Regions from separate parts of the Gossypium hirsutum genome. Here region 2 is linked to region 1. Evidence: chromatin contacts called from public Hi-C data. All regions are on one chromosome and are shown on one strand. The core of a region is the stretch at or near the end of the contact, and the rest is flanking DNA. Distances in the headings are between cores, read along the strand shown. Region 1 holds the start of LOC107918232 (F-box/kelch-repeat protein At1g67480). Region 2 has its middle 34 kb from the start of LOC107918232.

Region 1 (4,372 bases), core at 481-2,980:
ACCACCAAAAAAACAAGACGAAAGATATAAAGCATTATCACCCAGGATATTTTGAAAAAAGAAATGATAAAACAGAAATCCAATTAACAAGTTCAACCTCAACAACATAGGTTTTGGGTTCTGACATGTTCCCAGTCCAAATCAGCTTAACACAATCAAATTTAACTTAAATGAGAATACATAGGTCATTCGTCACTGAAGATCCTTAAATTATCAGGGCATGCTTCTTTCAAGCTTTAATAGTCACACTGCATAGGCACAGACCAGAAAGCTTTATTTCAGAAGTTTGCCATTCTGAACCCGGGGCTGCATTTGGATCATACAAAAGTGTGTGGTAACCAGGGTCCCCTTCCACTGACAATAGTAGCAGTTTTCCATCCAATATCCCAAAACGGAACCCTATACTTGTGCTCCCTGTCAATGGCACCGAAACCATCTTCCAGCTATTGTCATCTGGGTTGAATATTGCCAGCTTCCGCTGGTTCTTCCACTCCATGCAGAAAAGCTGCTTCTCCAGCACAGCATGGGCAGTGACCATCACACACCCATTTTTCATCTCACACCAAGTCTGCTTCTCAGGGTTGTACACATCAACAAACCTCGAGTTTCCAATAGTGAAGCTTGACCTACCACCTAAGACATAAAGCTTTCCGTTCAATCCACAGGCAAAACAACCCCAGCGAGGTCGACGTAGACTTTCAATGAGTGTCCACTTATCTGTGTCAGGGTCATACACCTCTGCAGTGGAGAGGCTCTCGCCTTCAACCGCATAGCCTCCAACGACGTAAACCACACCATTTACCTCCGCACAAGCAAAATCATAGCGAGCAACATTTAAGTTTGCTAGTTTGCTCCAGCTGCAATTATGATGATGTGTTAAAACCAATAAGAAGTCCAAGACAAAATATTAAGCGTCATATAAAAAGTGAAAATGGAAAACAAACCAGTTGAGGCAAGAATCATATTGATAAACGTCTGCAGAGGCAGAAGCAGTTCCGTTGATGACTGAATAGCCAGCAAGTACAAGAAGCTTTCCATTGAGGACAGTTGTCCCAAATCCAACTTTTTCTGGACCAGGCATTGGTGGAAGAAGCCTATGTTTCTGGCCCAAACAATCCAAAACCTCCCAGTGGCTTTCCTTTCCTTCAGAATCCATAGTTAGAACATAAAGCCACTCTTCAAGCATTCCAGCTATCTTTCGTTCCATTAAGAATTCTTTGCTTTGAATGAATGATCTCCACCTCTTACATACACCACCCATGGAAGGGAAGCTAGAACGAGGAACTAGAGCAAGGCAATACTTGGCCACATCATCCGGTAGCCCTGGAAGCAACGGGCTTTCTATTTCATCAGTAGCCTGAGAGGGTGAACGGTGATTGCCTTTTGAATGATCTGGCATAAGCGGGGAGCTGAGACACATATTGGGTTCTGTGATTCTCTTCTTTTCTCTCACAAAACCAGGCATTTTTTTCTAGATGGTTCTCGTATGCGGTACAAATATATTTTCCCAAAAGAATGCGTCAATATTTATAAATGCTAGTCAACTAATTAAAGAAACTCATGAAATCCATCACCTATAGGGATTTTACAACTCCAAGGCATAAGTGATGTAGCAGAACGGATGACTTGAGCTGTAAATGCCGATGAAACTCTATTCTTAGTCCAATCTGATTCATATTCCATGCCAAAAGCCCTCTTTCCTGTTGAACTCTGCAAAGCTTTTCCCACACCTCTGTATCCGTTCCGTTGCCCACACATTGCCCAAATAACTAAATGCAAGATTGTAAAACCATAACCAATTAGTATGAAGACAGGAAACCAAAGAAACAATAGCTTACCGACAGGAAACCAAAGAAACAATAGCTTATCTCTACGGTCATTGTCAAATCAATACCTTTTAAGGCCATAAAATTCAGAAGTTTTAGCCCCCAATAACTTCCATTATGATGAAACCAGTAATCACCTGAATATATAAATTAAAATGAAGAAAGGTCAATTCAACCAATACATATCCAGTTCATATAACAGCGATTCTGTCTTCAAATAGACAACTTGTTTTGATCATGATTCTCCAGGCCGGCAGCAGTGACTTATGTACTGCTGGGAAACACCCAAAGCCAAACAGAAATACAAAATAATAATAATAATGGTGGTGGTGGTGGTAGTGGTGAAGTAAGTGTTCCTTTCTATTATTCTAAACCTAAAACTCTAACATGTTGCAAAAAGAAGGTATTAATTTATTTGCGGTGGTAGATACACAAAAGGGGCGAACAACTCAAGGGGCTTATTATATATCTCTGAACTTGTAAAACCCAGATCTTGACTTGACCTACCCAACCACCCTAACTTAAATTAAAATAACTACAACTAAAATTAACAGATGAGTTCTTAAGATGAAATGTATGATATCATAGAATCAAAAGGATTAAAGTAAAAGGCAGCAGACCAACAAATCATCTATCAACAACCAGAAAACCCAGATTCCTGGAAAGTAAAGTTGGGGGGGGGGTAGGAAGACAGCCGAATGTTCTTATCCAAAATCCTAACAGTCTGGCAATAATACTATTGAAACACGTTAGATCTGAAGATAAACACTAAAAAGATCCCCAAGTTCACGTCTCAACAGGTTCTCTAACCTGGTAAGAAATATTTTTTTTTTTGGTTTAAAATTTTTAAAGGAAAAAAAAAACCTAAATGAACATAAATTTTAAAAGAAAGGAGAAAGGAGGCAATGTATATAGAGGTGTGAGGAAAGGGGGATTTACCTTTGAAGATCCTGGAAAAGAGGAGAATGAAAAAGGGTTGGTGTTGAAAAGAAAGGCGTAAAAGGGGATGAGAGTGTTTTGAGGCAAAGCAGCCATGAATAAGGGAAAGAATTTATAAGCATAGAAAAAGCAAGGCAGAAAAGGGCGAGAGGGTTCCACCACTCACTAATCATCTCATTATCATTATTATCATCATCATTATTTATTCATTTATTTCTTTCATTTTAAGCCTCCGTTTATTTCGTGACATCAGACAAATAATTCTTTTCCTGGTAAAAAGAAAAAAAAGAAGTCAAGTCTAATATAGGAGAATGATTTGGCTTTACTTTTTTATATTTTCACTCTAATTTTTTAAAATTAAAAAAATACACTTTTAATATACTAAATATTAATATATATTTTTAATTTAAAAATTAAAATATAAATATTAAATTTATAATTTACACAAAATATAGGGTCTAATAATAGAATTTGACCAAACATATCCATTTGGTTTCATCAAAGGTTTGTATTTGAGAGTTTATTTTTGTGTAGTGCTCTTATTTTTGAAAAACTAAAAAATAATAATAATTTGGTTTAGTTTTACTGCATAATTTTTTTTATATTGGTTTTACTTTTGTTGTTGATTTTATTATTAAATTATTACGTGTTATTTTTAAATGGTGGATGAGTATATTAAAATATTTTTCAGGATGATATATATATATATATAAAGGTTACATATATTTATTCAAGAATAAAAAAAATCCAACTGGTTTGAGCTTTAGATAAATAACAAACATAATTTGTATTTAAACTGATAAAATAATTGTTGATTAACATAATAAAAATATCAAGGACGAAAGAATTGGATAAATATATATATATATATAGAAAAGTAATAGAAAGAAAAACATGAAATCATTATTGTATTTCTCCTTAAAGTATTCTACTTTTAACAGTTTGGTCAGTAATTGGAGATTTTTAGGTTCCCATTAATGGGAGTTTGTGATTCTTCTATGCAATTTCTTTGTGGTTTTAATTTTCCTTCTTGGTGGATCCCACTTTAGTAAGAATTTTCCTTTCTCTTTTTCTTAATTCGTAACTATTATTTATATAGAAAAATAGATATTCTCTATTTTAAGATAATACTCATATTAAAAATACAGTATAAATAAACAAAATTAATATGTTAGGAAGCCATAAACTGAATTAACATGTAAAGTTTATGTTAGTTAAAAAAAACATGTTACATGCCTTTAATGGAACTGTGCTACATGTCCATCCCACTCAAACTTCAACTCACCAATGACAATGAGTTCGCCCATATTTCTGAACAGCTAAAGTATAAATATTTCATAACTGTTATGAAAAAGCAGATAAATTTGTAAAGTGAAAAAAACATAATGGCTAAAGTATAAATATTTCATAACCGTTATGAAATCTTTGTAATTATGGACAGTAGAGGGTCTTAAAAAGATGTAATTGAGATCGATTTCGAAATCAAAGCTCAAATTTGAGAGATATTGCAATTTTGATTTTAGAGACTAAATTGAATAATGAAAAACTTTAGGGGGCATTCATATAGTGAAATTGAGCCGATATATGCTTATAATAGGATGAAATAA
Region 2 (4,850 bases), core at 109-2,608, 33 kb after region 1:
ATTGGTTTAAATTAGATGGGTTAATCTATGATTCATAATTAGGATAGAAATATATATTATTACCTTGGGTAGCCAAAATTAGGGTTTGTTCTTAATCAATTTGGTTTAAATTATTGGGATAGAAATATAGCTCAATAGTTAGATTAATTTAGTTCTTTAATTGCTTGGAAAAGATATAAGAGAAATCTAGTACCCCTGGATAGTAAGATAGATTGAGTGAAGATAGAACAATTAGCTAATACATTGGATAAAATTGTAATCCTAAATTTTTATTATTGATTGATTATTTCATTTTAATTTGCCTTGCCTATTTTTATTTCTTTGATTTAGTTTAGAAATTTATATTATCAATTTACATGAATAGGTATTAGAGTAATATTTGGTGATTAGCATATAACTAGTAATAACTTTATGTGAGATACGGATACTTCAACCAACAAATTTTTTATATCAATCCACTTCAATATTTATGTTTTTATATCAACTTAAGAGCAAAATACTCAATTTGTATCTCTAAACTCAAAGAAAGTCCAAGCTCATAAGTATTGTGAAGCAAAGAGCGAATCACCAGCTTAGGATTAACAGCCTCATCGAAAAGGAGAAACAAAGGTTGTAGAACCCACAAACTAGTTATTCGCTACACTCCACGGTCCACCAATGAATGACTTAAGGTAGCCTATTAGGCACCCTAAAACTAGTTATAAATACCAAGGCTTCACCCCTTTTCGCACTTTCTACACTCCTACCTTTACTACCATCATATTGCTTCATTCCACACTATTTATTTTAATTACAGTTTACATATAGTTATAACCACAATTAATTTCTAGTTAAAATGAGTTTACTATTTGGTAGAAAATTAAATCCAATCATTAACGCATCCTTATCTCACGTCCAAATGCAATCCTTATCTTCTTTTGTAAAAATGGTAACAATAAAAATCGTCCTAGAGTTGAGGAAAAAAGATATTTGTGGTTGTGTCTTATACTAAATAGGAACACACAAGTTTTATAGTGTAGGGTTTCCGGGAGGAGATTGAGGTGGACAAATGATTTTTGAGATTCTATATTTTTGGTCGGTTCCACTGTTCACCACATGCCATATTTGTGGTATCCTATGATATTGTTTTTCTTTTTCAGAAAAAAAAGAAAACAATCAAACTCAAAAGAGATTCAATTCATTGATGCCATACAACCCCCAGAGTTGGGAGGTTAAATAGGGTGTATGGTCCTCCACCATAAATAACAAAGAAAAAGATCCAGGGGAATGGGCAGTTTGGTTTTTATTGTGTGTGGTGTAGGGTTACCAATTTATTTAGGGGCGAATGGGCGATTTGGATCTTTGCGGGACCAAACTTGATGGGGACGGGGTTGCTATCTGCCTTTGAGGCGGTTGAGCCTTGTTGGTGGAAGCTACCTCACTTTCTAATAATAGAATAAATATTAAACTTAAAAACAAATCACAGTTTTGATTGGTAATTCCAAAGGTAAGAAAGAGACGTGGGATGGGCCACCCACCACTCTAATCTATAACTGCAAGTGCTTTAGGATAGCTTAGCCTCAGCGGTCCAATATATGGGCATGGTCATCGATATGTTTCCTTCATGATAAGGACTATCATTACCTTCACATATTCAATTTTGTAATACTATAAATTAGAAAATATGGAATTGTTGAGAATCTTTTAAGATAGGTTACCCAAAAATGCTTATTTATTCAGTAAGCTTGATGTGGGTTTTACTGCAAAGAGTTTGTATCAAACTTATAGGCTGGCGAGTTGATTATTGAACTTTGGACGGCTTTTTAGATGATCAAAATATTGAATTGACCAAGTATATTGGAGGAGGTGATTGATTACATATAATAATGCATGTACTACACATAATTAATTTAACAAAATATATATATATATTTTTTATTTTTGTTTGTCTCTAAAATAAATAAAAAAATGTATGAAATCAATGTAATAGACCTTAGTGCAACACCCCCTGAGAATTAAAACACAATTCATGTCTTGTTAGGTGGGTATTTTTTTTTTCTTGTTTTGGAAGGGTACTAACATCTACAATTAACAAGAATAATTAATTAATTGTATATACCAGTCACGCCCAACTATTTACATTTAGCATCTACTGAATTGGAAAATAATTTAAACTTTGCTACTATATTTTTTAATTTGATACTTGTGTTATTTTTGTCTAATTTATCTTGTATTTAATAAAAGTTGTATATTTTGATATTCAAAAACAACAAAGTTAACATTTTAATACTTAATTTAGGTTTTAGGGTTGATTTGTTTAAAGTTAATTGCTAATATTATTAAGTTTGAATTTTTTATGTAGAATAAATTTAGCGTTAATTATGAATTTATTTAGTTATGAGTTTATTTTTTTAAATACTGTTTGATGAATATAATTTAATTCGGATTTTAAAGAATATTTGATGAAAATTAATTATTAATATTACTAGTTAATTATGAATTTCAATCAAATCAACACTAAAAAGTTAAGATTATTTTCGAATATTAAAATGTCAAATTCGAATATCAAATTAAATCTAAAAATAATACAAATGTCAGATGTAAAATTCAAATACCAGATAAATTTTAGATTCAGATGTATAGAGTGTCCAAAACAGCTGTCGTTTGATGAAAAGTGGGTGACGTTGCTGGCTTATGTTTTTAATATAATTAAAATTACATCGCAACTACAAAGAAGACCAAATCTTGAGCAACGAAAGGAAAAATAATAAGCCAAGGCATGTGGTAACATAGCCTAGCAATTAAGGCAATAAATAAAATTTCATCTAACCATTTTATTTTCTTTATATAGGAAATGCCATTGTTTGGTTGCTACTCTCACTATTTCCATTTAATACCTATCTCATTTAACATTCATTTTGTTTCTATATCAGTGTAGTTGTCAGATTTAAAAGGACTAAACAAGACACATGCGATGCTATTCTCCTTGCAGATAATGAGGTTAAAAATATGATTAGATAGATGAGTGTTTAAATTTAAATGTAATTATAATGATAGATAAGAATAAAAATAATTATTAAAAATATTAGATTAAAAGTAATTTATAACATAGTTTTAAATTATTAATATTTAATAAAATCTATCTATGATAATATTTTTTTTATAAATGTTTTAACTTTTTATTTTACAAACATTTTAAATTATTTATTAGATTGACTGATAAATATTTTTTATATTTTTTTTATAGTTAATTCATTTTCTTATCATAATGCTAAGTAATATTTTCATAAATAATAACACTTTGGAAATTTTAAAGATTTTATCTAACTTTAAAATATTAATTAATCATGAAAATAACTCGTTTATCATAGTGGAAGTCGTTGTTGTCTGATCAACCGGCAATGCCACCCTCTTTTCTTTCTAATCATTAATTTTTTTAAAAAGAATTTTTTTGTGTCACTATTGTGTCAGGCGACAACCATGTATTTTTTGAATTACCTATGAAAAATACGAGTATTTTTAGTGGAGAAAAAAAAGGAAAAAAATATTTTTTTAATGGGTGATGTCGGTCTGTCAAGCGACACCAATCCAATTTATTTTTAAAAAATCTATCAATGAAAAAAAAGGAAAAAATAATCTTTATTGGTGTGTCGCTATGTAAGGCGGCATTGGTGGTTGTCAGGGAAAATTTTTTAATAGGTGTCGCCGGTGTGTCAGGCGACAGCAATGGCATAATGTCAGGAAAATAATTTTTTTAATGAGTGATGCCGATGTGTCAGGCGGCACCAATGTGTGTTTTTTTAAATATTTGTGAAGAGAATGAAAAAAATTAATTTATGGTGCCACCAATTGGTGGTCTTGCCATGCTGTCAGACGGCACCATCCAAAATATATAACCCCATCCTAGCCAAAAAACTGTATATTTTGAATGTTTTTGATTTTGTTGAAATTTTTATGTCTATTTAAGAGAGAAAAATGAATATTTGTGTTCAGTAGAAGGGGAGAAAATAGAGAAAAAGAAGAAGACATATTTGTGTAGGTTTTTTAAAAATTAAGTTCAAGTTTATAAGGTTAGCTTGTAATTATTTGTATGTAATTACATTTCTTTTCGTAAGAGCTACTATTTAAAAAAACTAATATTTTAAAATTTATTTTACATATATTCCATCAAAGATGATTAACCAATTCTTTGTATATATTCATTTCAAAGAGGTAATTTTACAAATATCAGTTGGTTGTATATTTGAATCTCGCCAGCAAATAGGAATGAAATTTAATAAGAATGTAAAACTCAAAGATATGAAACAAAAGATTAATGCAAAAATAGTTCGATGTTGTGGGAGGAGATGCCTGGACTATTCTACAAATTTCCAATTTCATCAAATCCTATCAAATTTGCCTAGATGGAACTTGTAGGTGGAGACAATGATCGCACTTAATTGTTTGACTGAGAACGTGAACACTAAACCAGTTCAATTGTTTTCTGAGTTAGCGGATGTGGAGCCCGTTCTAAATGTCACTCCATTAAGTCAACAATATGGAGTTGAAGACTCGTGTACGAAGGTTCCAATAGCGTTTGTTGATAGGCGATCGTCTGTACAAGGATTTGAATTTGATCTGAATGTTGGATGGGTAGAACAATATGGTTTTGGAGGGACATCGTGTAACATCCTGCCTGGTGAAACCCTGGTGTTCAAATGATATGTATGGAAGTAAGGTATAAAGAGTAAGTTTTGAGTGAGTGTAAAGTATAAGAATTTGACTAAGTATAAGAATTGTTTGAATAAGCCTATAACACCCTAGTTCTAGCGGGCACAAGGTCTGGCATAGTCTTTGAAAAGTACAATTGGCGAATTGGTAATTGCCTAAGT

Evidence for each region. Hi-C and Micro-C count contacts between places; a contact is called where the count stands out from the background.
Region 2: a contact with region 1 is called in a Hi-C map of leaf, with 2.6 times the contacts expected there. The contact joins the enhancer-like site here to the promoter of LOC107918232 in region 1. A contact is called at or near these places in 6 of 34 Hi-C or Micro-C datasets (fibers, leaf and seedling).

The regions. Positions count from the first base shown.
Region 1 is chrA01:95,157,831-95,162,202 of Gossypium_hirsutum_v2.1, forward strand. LOC107918232 (F-box/kelch-repeat protein At1g67480) reads right to left here and starts at 1,731. Exons shown (of 2, transcript XM_016847770.2): 1 at 945-1,731; 2 at 65-857. The coding sequence starts at 1,465. The coding sequence ends at 230. It overlaps LOC107918230 (mannosyl-oligosaccharide glucosidase GCS1), which reads left to right. Exons shown (of 22, transcript XM_016847769.2): 22 at 1-2,529.
Region 2 is chrA01:95,191,578-95,196,427 of Gossypium_hirsutum_v2.1, forward strand. It overlaps the pseudogene LOC121215979. Among protein-coding and RNA genes, the nearest start is that of LOC107918232, 34 kb to the left of the region's middle. Within about 2 kb of position 1,359, at least 5 of the 9 cell types and tissues checked have an H3K27ac peak or open chromatin away from gene starts, as enhancers often do. A contact at or near this core is called in leaf, where this site is marked.